2 separate regions of the Gossypium hirsutum genome follow, and region 1 is linked to region 2. The links are chromatin contacts, called in public Hi-C maps. All regions are on one chromosome and are shown on one strand. Each heading gives the region's core, a stretch centred on a gene start, on an enhancer-like site or on the middle of the called end of the contact. The rest is flanking DNA. Distances are from core to core; before and after follow the strand shown. Region 1 overlaps LOC107916586 (alpha-glucan water dikinase, chloroplastic). Region 2 holds the start of LOC107916594 (ARM REPEAT PROTEIN INTERACTING WITH ABF2).

Region 1 (6,583 bases), core at 1,076-3,575, 150 kb after region 2:
CCCAAGATTGGATTTATTTTCTTCTTTAAATCTCTCCTAACATTCTCTCCTTGATTTCTCCCCAAATGATGGCTTGTTAGATTTTTTTCCCAAAATTCGTCATCCCTTACCTCCTAAACCAGACGCTATTCTCAACCACAACTCTTCTAGATTGTGCTTTCAGATTTGAGTTCTATCCCAACTCCAAAACCTCGTCCCCCTTTGTTAATCGGACAAGGCAAAATTTATCATTATGTCCCAATCGCTCGCAGAGAAAATGAAATAAAGTCAGCCTCTCATATCAAAAGGAGACATAAGTTGAATTTGATGAGGATAACATGATCTTCTTTTTTCTTTTCAATGGCTTCCTGATATCCATATCTACTCTAAAACGCAAGAAACTCATGAATCCTCTACTCAGAGGTTTCGCATTGTACTCCACAAAACATCCAACAAAATTCCCCATTTGGTTTGCCACACTTTCTGGAAAGAAACCAAGGGGAAGATCATTAACCTGAACTCGTAAAGGTGAAAATACCAGAGGAACTTGCATCGGGTTTTCATTTTCTCTAAACGATGATAAATCAACAAGTGATTATTGAAAGTCCATGGGCCCCTTCCATTACACACTTGATATCCATCTCATGGAAAAACTTGAAAAGAAACATTTTTTCTCCAAAATCTGAGATCAGTACTCCCGTTAAGGGATGCCAAAGATTTACCGTAGTATTTTTCATAGCTAGGAAATAAACAATACTTGATGTTAATAAACAACCAACCAAACAGAACTCGTAAGTCGATTTTTGTGCCTCCCGATCTATTAGCAACGAAATTTCAATATCTTCTTCATCTTCAAGATTTAAGCCTTCCATTTCCTTCTCTATCTTGTCTTCTCTCCATAACTAACGTAAAAAAAAAACTTTAAAAAGACAAAACAAAACTTCAAAAAAAAAAAACAAGCACAAGAATACTAAAAGACAAAATAAAACCAAAAATGCTACCAAGAGCAGACAGAGGACGTGCTACCAAGAGCAGACTATTTTTCGTTTTTAACCTCACTAAAACTTAGCGCCCATTCAAATGGACCTACAGGACTAATATCTAACAGACAAAAATCAAGGAATCGTCAAATAATTTGGACTGAAAATCGTCAAAACATGTTATTTTTAATTATTTCTCAATACAATTTTATTTTAAAAATTAAAGTTAATTGGAGCCAACGAGACCTTTTTCAAACAGTTAATTTTGGAAATAATATAATTATTAATTTAATATCTTCAACTAAACTCTCAAATCTATATACCTATGCATAAAAAGAGTGTCTATGGATATTGGCATAATGACACCTTGGAGGAATGGATAATGGGCTAATCCCAGATTTGGTCCGTCACATTTTGTTGATTATGCAATTAGCATGTTAAATTAAGTCCATACCTTTAATAGATTAATTTATTTGTTACTAAATTTAGACCAAAATAAGTTATATTTGCTCAGAATAATAAAAAATTATGTTTGAATAAAATTTATTAATTATGTATAATGATAATAATTGAAAAAGAATTTAATAATTTAAAACTATATTTATAATTTCAAATTTTAATAACTTGAAAAAAAATTATTTTTTATTAAATTTGTATAATTTTTTAACATTATTATCATTTATAAAAAAATAAATTATATTTAGATGATCTTAACAACTAGAAATTTTAAGCACCAGTCAAATAATTTCACATCAACTTTTAAAAATGTAAATTTATCATTATACACTTCACCATACTTAGTATTTTCTCTAACTTAACTTTAATTAAATTAGTAAAAATTTTAAAAATTTTAATAAATAAATAAACATGTTTTCTTATTTTATAATTTTCAAATAACTTTTAGTTTTTTTTTAATTTAATCATCCCAAATTCCAGTTTCTAATATTTTTCTAGGCTTTTTAATTTTTGATGACTGGTTTCAGTTTTTCTATTTTCGTCATTTTTATAATTTTTATCAGTTTTTTAATGTTTAACAATTGATTTCAATATTTTCAAATTTCACTTTTGATTAATATTGTTCCTGCAAATAGTTTCAACATGTTGACATTCTCTTTTCCAAATTTTCAATTATTTTTAAGTAGTTTAAATAAAATTAAATTAAAAAAGATATCATATATGATTGAGTGTATATAATATTTATATGTCCTTAAAAATTAATAATAATTATATATTTTAGGATAATTTTAATATTAAGTTGGGTAAAAACATTGTCCCGCAAGTAGGATGGGCAGATGATAGGGCTGTTTCTTGGCATCATACCTTGATTAATTTAACTACAAATGAATGTGTTTAGGCCCACATGAACAAAACTTGCGTTTTGCTCCGACCAAAACTGGTAGTCGGACGATTCTCAGTCTAGCTCTCCCAATCCCTGTACTCCTCCCCCACTTAAAATTTAATCCTTCCATCATAAGCTAATTTTTAATTTTAAAAATACTAAATAATCCAATATCTGAATAGAATAAAATTTCTCTAATAATCTTGTCAACTAAAAGAAAAGAAGTAAAAGGTCTAAATTTAAGAGTAGATAGAATAGGACCCCAGGAAACATCTTCATATAATGTATGCATACACGTACAAACAAGTTATTAGTTCTGCGATTTAGAATATTTATTCTTTCTTTATACATTTTGTTTCTATTTCATTTTCACCTCTTCTTCAGTGTTGTATGTTTTACTCATTTTACAACGTCGGCATAGGCAAAAAAACACTGCCCAAAGAATATAATTATTATACTAAAAAGAAACAAATGAGAGGATCACATCTGGGGTCTTGTCTGGACAACATACACCTTCCCATCTCTGATCACACCTTCTATGTCTTGTGGAGATCCATACAGTTCCTCTACGGCATTTCCTGCACCAGCAATGCTAGAAAGGATTGCTTGTTGAAACTTGCCATCATTTATCAACGGGTCCGATGAGTAATCAACCACCACTTTCTCTTCTTCATCCATTGGCACACTGCACAAAAAAGATTGGTGTTATTAAGCGTCCGTGCAAAAGTTTCTTTTAAAAAGAATTAGGGGAACAAGATCATATGATAAGTAACTTTCTTTGTTAGACCAAATTGCAAGACCAAGAACAAGTGCTAGACTTTTAGTGGCGTTAGTATTGGCCATCTGGAGATTCCTCTAGGCTCTAGAAAAGCAGTTACTACATAAAAATCTAACCATGCCCTTTGCATGAAAAACAATAAGGCAGATTGGACCCTGCTTCCTTCAGCCGTAAATGTTCACTTCATGTGCATCTCCGGAAGAATAAAATAATAGACATTGATCACTAACAATTCGGAAGATGGAACAGTTTTCCATTTAAGGACAGTACAGTCCCAACAAAAGGAAAAATCAAACACATCAAATAATAAGCACACTGCACGCTTTCTGCAAGGAAGTTTGGAAGGAGATTACCTGTCATAAAGGCCAGCACCTGCATAACCTTCTAGATCTTCACCATTAGAATCAGATCGGAAGATAATGGAACGCCTTATGAAGAGACCAATTGGTTTGCTTGGATATCCCAAAACCTGAAATATGTCGGAAATCGTTAGTGGAGAATATGATTAGTTGCTTTGTGATCAAATATAATTTTTTCAATGATATGATGGTAAGGGAATTGTATTGATGGTTAATCTTATTCTGCATTACTTCGTTAATTGTACCCAGTATTAAATATGTAGGCATGTTTTACCTGAGGAGAGTTGAGATTGTTTTTCTTGCAAACAAAACTCAAAGCACGACCTGGATAAGCTCCAACAAGAGTTTCTCCAAGTCCCTTGACAACCTAAGTCAAACAGAAATCAAATAATTCCTTTTTCTTCCTCAAGGGGAACAAATGACAGGAGATCATGATAGAAAATTGATAAATGCTGATGCATACCTCAGCATAGATCTCTGAAGTGTCCCCTGACGATGGATTAGTAGTATGAATAACAAATGCATAGTCAGCATTGATTACTTCCTGAACCAGGACAGCCATACAGAGGTAGTCGTGATCTAGTTTGACTTTCCTGGTGCTGAAATATGCTCTCTCATTCCATTTTGAAGCCCATACCTAGATTGAAAGCATAAAACAAATATGTCAGTGCTATAGATCAAAATGGAAATCTGTGACTACAAGCCAGCAAAACAATTAAATTAAGAACTATGTGAATAGAAGGAACAAATTTTGAAAGACCTAGTTACAGGTAAAAAGTTAACGTGGCTGAATGCTAAAAGAAACATAGTGTATGGATCACAGAATTTTAGGAAAAGGAAATTGGAGAAAAAAACTAAAATGCAGAGAAAGACAAAAGGCATCCTTCTCCTGTTTGGATGCAAGTAAAACGTAAAGGACAATGACATTACTCATTGTGATCCTAGTATGATTACAGATAAAACACTATTCGAATGAAGTGGCATGTTGTAGAAATCAAAATTTATCCTATGTTAGGATCAAAGTAAAGGGAAGGAAAACAAGAACCTTTATCTCGTTTGGATAAGTTATTTTATTTAAACACGGGAAAGTAAAGAAAGTTGAGTATCCATTACTTTCCCTTGAAAAGAAAATTGGACGTGAAACATACTTTTTGTCCTTCTAATCTTTTATAAATTGTTTTATAAAAAGGATATAATTGGAAGAAAAATCATAACGTATTGTTTTCTTTCCTTTCCATAACATTCCTCCCTTTACATTTTTCCTTTCTTTTCCTTTATAATTGTTTATCTAAACATGGTGTTAGAGGCATAAGCTCCTTCTTTGCAGAAAAAATCGTATACCTTCTTTATAGCAGTCCATGCTTGCTCCCACCTCTGCTCACCTTCATCTCCAGGCCAAGGCATGCCAGAAGTCAGCATCTTGGTCTTCAGCTCTTGCACCTGAAGATAAATGAGAAATTGAAATAAATCTGATCAACTGCCTGTGAAAGAAATCTCCTAGCCAGAAGTGCAATCAATTTCTTAGATGCAATAAACTTAGGGAGGCAAAAAATTATTGAGAAAATTCAGATTCACATAGAGATACAACTGTAGGAGAATGCAGAAGGGAAAATTTTCTTTTGGACAATCAAAAACTTCTCATCCAGAGAAGAACTCAACAAAATATTGTTTCAAGCTGATGATGCTATGATTGCTATCAAGTAAGCATTGAAATCTTAGCAGAAGAAACATCTCAAGTTCAACTACTAAAATACATACCAATTGGGATGGTGCCCTCAGCTGCAGAACCGTCTGACGGATTTCCTCAAGTGCACCAAAGTCTCCTCCTCCTAATTTCTTCTTCAAAATTTGCAACTTTTGATCCACTTCCTAAGAATTTAATATTATTAAAATAATATTATTGAACATAATGTATAATCATATTAATGTAAATTATTACAGAATATATATTTTAAATTGTATTAACGAGTATTATAATTAACAATTTTATATGAACCCCAGCATTTGACCTATTGGTCAAAGGAGTTCACCATATCCCCAAGGTTGTGGGATCAATCCACAGGCCCAATTTAAATGGGTGTGTGAGTTTGTGATTCTATTGTATCAAAAAAATTAATAATTTTATATTATTAAAAAAAATTAAAGAACAATAAAGGGCAGTTTATGATTCTATTAATGCATAGAATTTCTTTTTCTGATACTCTGGGAGAGGAGGGTGTGTCTCAAGGTTCAAACCTTGGGTGTGGGTCACAACACCTATTGAATATATGTTTTACAGTTATAACTGGAATTATTACGTAACTCTATTTAAAATCTTATGTAATTATTAATTATTAATATTAATTGGGCTAATATTTTACAATATTAATGATGGTACTTAATAGTAATATTAATTAATAAGTTATTTTTAAAATTATATTTTATATATTAACTAATATTATAAAATTTTAACTTAAAATTATATTAGATTTTGAATATAATATATTTTCAGGTAATTTTTCATCATTATTTTTATATTTATCATCATTCTTTTACTAAAACAAAATTATATACTGTGTAACTACTAAAATTTTGAATTAATTATTTTATATTAAATTTATCTTTTATTTATAAAGTAATTGTTTTTGTTTATTTTTTTATTATGAAGATATATATAATATAATTTGGCAGAAAAAGGGCTAAATACCAAAAGGGAAACTTGCAGTTGCAAGTACTGGAATTTAAACCTCTACACTAAAAGATGCGGGTAAACCACAAACTACTACTCATCTTTGTATATGATATTATATTAACATGTAAATACTGAACATGTCCAAGGTTTGAACCTTATAGGGGTCGTTCCGGACATTAAGAAGCTTTGTGACTGCCCAAGAAACGCCCAACTCTCTAGCATAGTCCAAGCTCGTGCAGCCCACTCAAAGTTTACACATAGTGATCGGTCTCTCTTGAAAAGAACAAATATCTCAAAGATTTGTACAACTAATGGTAAAACGAACAGGACAAGGTTGAGCTTTAAATAAAAAGCTATGACCAAAACCAGCCTGTTTTTACATTGGGCCTTTTTATACCCAAATTCATTTTTTGAACTTAATATTTTTGTTCAAACCTTCCTAAATATTGAGCTGAAAATGAAAACAAGTTCCCAACA
Region 2 (6,076 bases), core at 393-2,892:
ATCTTTTTGTTTCGGTCGTTGTCTTGAGCGAGGGAAGCGAGGTTGTTGGCGGCTTCGATTCGGTCGGTTAATTGGCCCATTTGGACGGTTGCGATGCAAGACCAAACCCAGGAGATAATGGGGTCGTTGCTAGCGATTGGAGGGAGGGAAAGGAAGGTTCCGCTAGCAGAGCCGTTGTTTTCGGCGTCAAGGACTCCCATGAGCCACTTCATGTCGCCGACGGAAGCGTCCAGAAGGTTCAGCACTTTGCGGAAATCAGCGGCGCTGGTGATTCTCACCACAAGGCTCAAGATGCTATGGCGCTTGCACTTCTGGACTAAAGTGAGGGCCCGCTCTAGGTTTTTGGAAACCTCGGCGATTACCCGGCGAATCGGGCGTTCATAGAGGGATTGAACCGAGGTGGTGAAGCGGACAAGGGTTCGAAGAATTTGGGAAAGCCGATCCACTTGCTTCCCAACCTCCCAGCAGTCGGCTTTAAAGGACTCGGCCTCGTCGGCGGCGGAGCGAACTCGTTCTGCAAGCAATATCGGATAGGAAAGGTCGTCCTCGATTCTCTTTTCCCCCACCGAACCCATCAACACGTTGCCTCTTTTACCATAAAAATTCGTGCCTTTTTCGGGGATGAGTGAAGTGAAGAGTCAGATTTTGAGAATCTCAATCTAGTCTACTGTTCTGTTCGCTCATTCATTCTTCGCATGTTCGTTTTGTGTAGTCAGCAGCAGAGCCGAGCTCAGGCTTCTTTTAATAATTTATTTTCATTACAATTTTTTAAGAGAGGAGATGAATTAATTGGCTATTTTTTATTTGAAAAATGATTTATGTTTTCATGTCATATGGAGTACAAAATTATAGGAAAATGATCCTTTTTTTATTTTTTCTGATGTGAAAAAAAAATGAAACTGGCAAAAATGGCAATTAAGGTTCTTCTTCTTTAGAAAAACATATTTGGCATCTATGTTTAATGAAGAGGTTTGATTTACTTTTCATTATAAGGATGCGGAATATAATCTGTACCTATACAGTATCTTAACATCCTAAGCATAAAAAAAAATTTCTCCCTCTCTCGACACTTGCCGACTCTAGGGTTTCCCAAGCTGTTTTGGCTCTTTGCATGGGCAATGTTTGGCCTCTTGTCTGATTAAACTAGGGTTTTTTCTCCCCATATCTAGCTTAATCTTCTTACAGTATTTTTTAATTGTTTCCTATTTTTTGGGGGATCTTTGGTTTACACCTTTTGATTGTCTGTTTCAGGGGAGTTAAGGGCGTGGTTGGACTTGGAAAGTGGTTCGACTCTTTCTTGAATGAGGGAAGCTTCTATCTTGTTGCTCGAGTCCTTTTGATCATTTCAGTGCTCGTGGTTTGGAGAGGTTCTTTGGAGGTGCTAGAGTGGTCAAATCCACGATTTTGGGATGTCGTAGGACGGTTGTTTTAGCTTCGCGACAGCGCCTCTGATTCGTTTCTAGGTTGATGATGTTGGCACTACGTTATTTTCTCAAGTCTCACATATTTTTGTAAGAGCTTCATCTTCCAATGCCTTGATTTTTTTCCTAAGACTGTTAGCAATTTAAATAGGAAAATTGAAATAAGAAAAATAAGGTAATGTTACAAAAATGTTAAAATTTTAAAAATATAGTAAGAGTTAGATTGTATTTTGTTTATTTTATTATTTTTTTATTTTTTCTGTTAAAAATTTTATAATTATCTACTATTAAAAATTTATATAACTAATTTTAACATATAGGGGCCAATTTTAACAATAAAAATAGATGAAACTTTTAAAAAAATGATCAGTTTGCTCTTTAATCTAACATATAAAGACTAATTTTTATTTTTTGAGTAAAGGGTAACAGTTACATATAATGTGTCATGTGTACATTATTCTAATGTATAAAGATCACTTTTTAACAATAGAATTTTACAAAATTTTTACAGAATGATCAATTTAATATTTAATCTAACATAAGGGACTAATTTAACCATTTTTAATAAATTGACAAATTTGCAATCTACTTACATTACAATGATTTCCTTGTAACTTTTACCTTTAATTAAGCTATTAACTTGTGAGAATTTCACAGAACAAGAGTAGGTTTGCTAATAGACATTGTAACAGCCCAAAAAATTTTTATAAGACATCTAACATTGTTTAGTGAAATTTCTAAGAAATTTGAAAAATGAGTTAAATGGAAAAATTTTATGAAAATAAAAATTGATATAGAGATGAAAATTCATGAAAAAATATGAATATAAAAATGTGGCAAAAAAGACCAAATTTAGTTACTACAAACAACTTGACTAAAAAATGAAAATGAATTGCCTTGTTATTTTATTTCTTTCACCCGCACAACGGGTATACCATAGCACCAATACATATATATATAATATTTTTGTATTGAAGTTATTTTTTTTAACACACTTTAAATGTTAATTAACTACAATCGATCCAATTATTCAGAGTGAAATGTTACATTAGGATTCAACCCGAGTTAATTATATCACAAATGTTCAAGGGCGGTTAAAAAATGAGGACAAACAAATCCAGATGTTCATACTTACTTAATAACGTGAGGCCAATCAATGGCTCAATTGTTTGTAGTTTGCTAAACATTTTGCAGACTGCAGATATGAAATCAAAGCTTCGCAATTATCACATTTTGGATAGGCTTTGTTGCAATGTCGTTGTCCTTGACCTCCAGATCGGTCGTGCTAGGAGGAACATCGACCGCAGGGGAGCAGTTAAAGAAACCATGTGGCTGCGTTGCAGATACCAATGGTTAAGTTCTAACATCATGCTTCTGTCAACCAAGCTGTAAACTTACTATATTGTGTCCAACTTAAAAGAAGAATTTCCGCATAGCATTTTCAATTGCAAGCGCAAATCCACACCATAAGCATTCTGACAATGCAGTGCAAGAGCGGGACCCTAATGACTCACACGTTGTCTCCTTGACGAGGTGAGTCATTCCCTTCCTACTTACTAACGCTGCTAAAGAGAAAAGTGAACTGAACAGGCTTGAAATGCATGATCCGGACTTGCGCTCCTCTTCTAAGAGTTGGGATGCATACGAAAGCACAAATACTAGAATTTTGAGCAGGCTGTCTACGTCAAGCATTTTGTTTAACATGCAAGCCTACCACGATAGCGATTTGTGTCTAAAGGGGACAATGTGTAGACAACATCTTCAAACTACATAAGACGATGGACAACTTTTCGAGTCCAAAATAAGATCCTATGCAATAAACTTGCATGAGATGGAGTAACCCTTTAACTTTGATATCGTTATGAAAATGATGAATTAACAGAAAAGGAAAAAGAATGTTAATATATTCTATTATGATGAAGCAATCAAGTGATGCAAAGAGTGAATGTTATTAGGATGAGTGTATACCATAAGCATAAAGCCAATGCGATCAACGGGCATGACTGGCCAGTCTTCCAGCCGAGGAATATGTATCACTCCAAAGACATACCTGATACAGAGGAAAATTAACTTGTTAGATAATAAAATGCCTAGGATTTCATATGAAGTTATCTGATGTGATTTTACTAACCACAGAACTACATCAGCTTCTTCCAAAGAACGATTCTGCTTAACCCAAGTAGCTAATCCCTCCCCAACACGTGGATTTTGATTTGGAAACTCCCCTCCTGGATACATTTCATCATGTGCATAGGGTGTGACCCAAAGATTATGTTTCAAGAAAGCAGCTCTTCTTAGAAATTTCGCCTCAGATCCAGCCGGTGGCAAACAATTTGAACCAGGTACCAGTTTGAAACCTGTTAGCTGCCCAGTCCGGTTGACATTTCTTGTGTTTCTAACCTAATTTCGAAAATAGAAAGTACAGTTGACCAATCAAGTCACTGGGATTAGTACCTCACCATCCACACAATATTCAGAAAACCTTTGTGAATTAAACACCAGTAAAAATGTATATCCTTGTGATTTAAACAACCGAGTATGAGAAAAATTACTTACAATCCAGTGGCGTGCAGTCAACGGATTACAATCACGCATTGCTTGCAGTTCAGATCTCAGTAGTTCCTCTTCAGCATAGAATGCGTTATTATGAACATTATTCTTCCCGGGTTCTTCAACTTTAAGATTCACCTCAACAACCTGTACGAACCCATGTATTTGCATAAACTTACGTTTAATAACTCCTAACATTTCTAAAGGAGCAAAAAAGAATGGAAAATGAAGTGACAAATCTCATGAACATGTTACATATGTAAAATACAAATATATAATGGATATCATAAGATGCATTACAAACAGAAAATGTCAGCATAATGAAGGCAGAAAACAAAACCATGATAATGGGATAATAACACAAATTACTTGATTAAATGCTTCACCAGGTTTACAATCTACTGCCATGTCCATGCAAGCCACAAAAAAGTGTTGATGAACAGGGGCATATAATCCAGGAGCAATGGTTGTGCCATATTTCCGAGTTTCACCAGGCTGCAAAGCTCCTAAACTGAGAATTCCAGTGAGTTTAACCTCAGCTTCAATTTTACCATCCTATAACAAGCATCAATCATTGAAATTTTAAGTAAAGCTATTTTCAAAATGAGGGAATATTCCCCCTTAAAAGCTCAAGAAAATGGTAGTGGGACCATTAGATAGAACTAAGAGATATGATTAATGTATAAGCATCCTCATTCAAAAGACAACCTGAAGTTGAAATTTGAAAAGAAAGGACTTAATATTCCTGCTTTTGCCATCAACGAAACATGCTAGGGGCAGGTCTCACAAATAGTTAAGAATAGGCATTAGTTCGAAGATGAGCGTAAGAGCCAATTCGTGCAAAGTAAGCAAACAAAATCGTGGTAGACACCAACTTGCCTGGTAGAAATGCCAGAAAAATCCATACTCATAATTAGCCACAGTGCATATAAACGACACTGTTAGCCTTCTTGACCGGCGGACTTCTGCTAAACCAGTTCTCCAATCTTGATGCTTCCATAAGATACCATGGTCCTCCTCATGCAAACAAACACAATTCTCAATTGTTTCAACACCTCCAGTGAAATTTGTAAAATGAGCATCAAAGTATTTGATATATCCCAAACAATCACAACCCTAAAGGAAATAAAGGCAAAGCACAGAAAATTTCAACTTCAATTAATCAAATGGCATATCGAAATGAAACTCAACAAGAAAACATTAACCATGAAAGAACTGCCAAACCTTCTTAAGGGAATGTGCATTTTTACCCAGCCCATCTTCTCCTGCATCAAATGTATTCTTCCTATAATGCGGATCATTTGGATCACCATAAGGAACTACCATTTCAACAAAACTTAATCGATGAGCTACAGGCCTCCGACCACGACTACCATCAATATAAGCAACAGAATAGATTACCAGACCCTCCCTAGGAGTGAAACCAATCCGGAAATTCCACTGAAACCAGAAATTAAGAATAATATATATTATGACATCTTGAATAGATAGAAGGTATAAATAGTTTCACAAGCAAGCACCTTCTGCCATGCAATAAAATTTCCATTGATACGAAAACTGGGACCTTCAGTTTGAATAATTTGTAGTGGTTTCACATCACTCGATCGACACCTCCTCGTGTTTCACCAGCAGTGTAATTTCTTAAAGGATCAGCTGGTGGAAGGGGAACAAGTTTGCGGTCTTCAAATTCAATGACCACCATATTTTGCATGTCAACAAGGACATGGATTCCCTCAACCGGACGAGCATAACCATTTTCCATGGGGCAGTCACTCTCAGTTCTGCAGAAGATAAGTGGTTTAGCAAGTCTTCGGCTAGGGGCATCAGCATTGGTATGATATCCTGCACACCTATCAAAAAGTGGAAGACATTGAAAGTACAATGATAAGAAACCTGCATTGGATGATTTTATAGAAAAGAAAAGTGTAAGAATCTAACATGATCACTTACCAGGGATCAACCATCACAAGATCCAAATCCTCGATGCCCCTCTTCTTCATTGCCTCTCGAAATGGAGGAAAGTCCTTCACAACAGCCTCACATTCAGCATATTCCATGGCATCCTATAATTTGAGAAGTAAAAGACACTGATTAACAAACATGTC

The links. A called contact is a pair of places that touch in the nucleus more often than the background predicts.
Region 1: a Hi-C map of leaf shows a contact between it and region 2, with 2.6 times the contacts expected there. The contact joins the enhancer-like site here to the promoter of LOC107916594 in region 2. A contact is called at or near these places in 2 of 34 Hi-C or Micro-C datasets (both in leaf).

Annotation. Positions count from the first base shown.
Region 1 is chrA01:100,776,791-100,783,373 of Gossypium_hirsutum_v2.1, forward strand. It overlaps LOC107916586 (alpha-glucan water dikinase, chloroplastic), which reads right to left. Exons shown (of 36, transcript XM_016845865.2): 31 at 5,194-5,304; 32 at 4,777-4,875; 33 at 3,899-4,072; 34 at 3,710-3,802; 35 at 3,430-3,545; 36 at 2,556-2,983. The coding sequence ends at 2,779. Among protein-coding and RNA genes, the nearest start is that of LOC107916586, 14 kb to the right of the region's middle. Within about 2 kb of position 2,326, at least 2 of the 9 cell types and tissues checked have an H3K27ac peak or open chromatin away from gene starts, as enhancers often do. A contact at or near this core is called in leaf, where this site is marked.
Region 2 is chrA01:100,628,393-100,634,468 of Gossypium_hirsutum_v2.1, forward strand. It overlaps LOC107916594 (ARM REPEAT PROTEIN INTERACTING WITH ABF2), which reads right to left and starts at 1,643. Exons shown (of 2, transcript XR_005921866.1): 1 at 1-1,643. It also overlaps the pseudogene LOC107916593.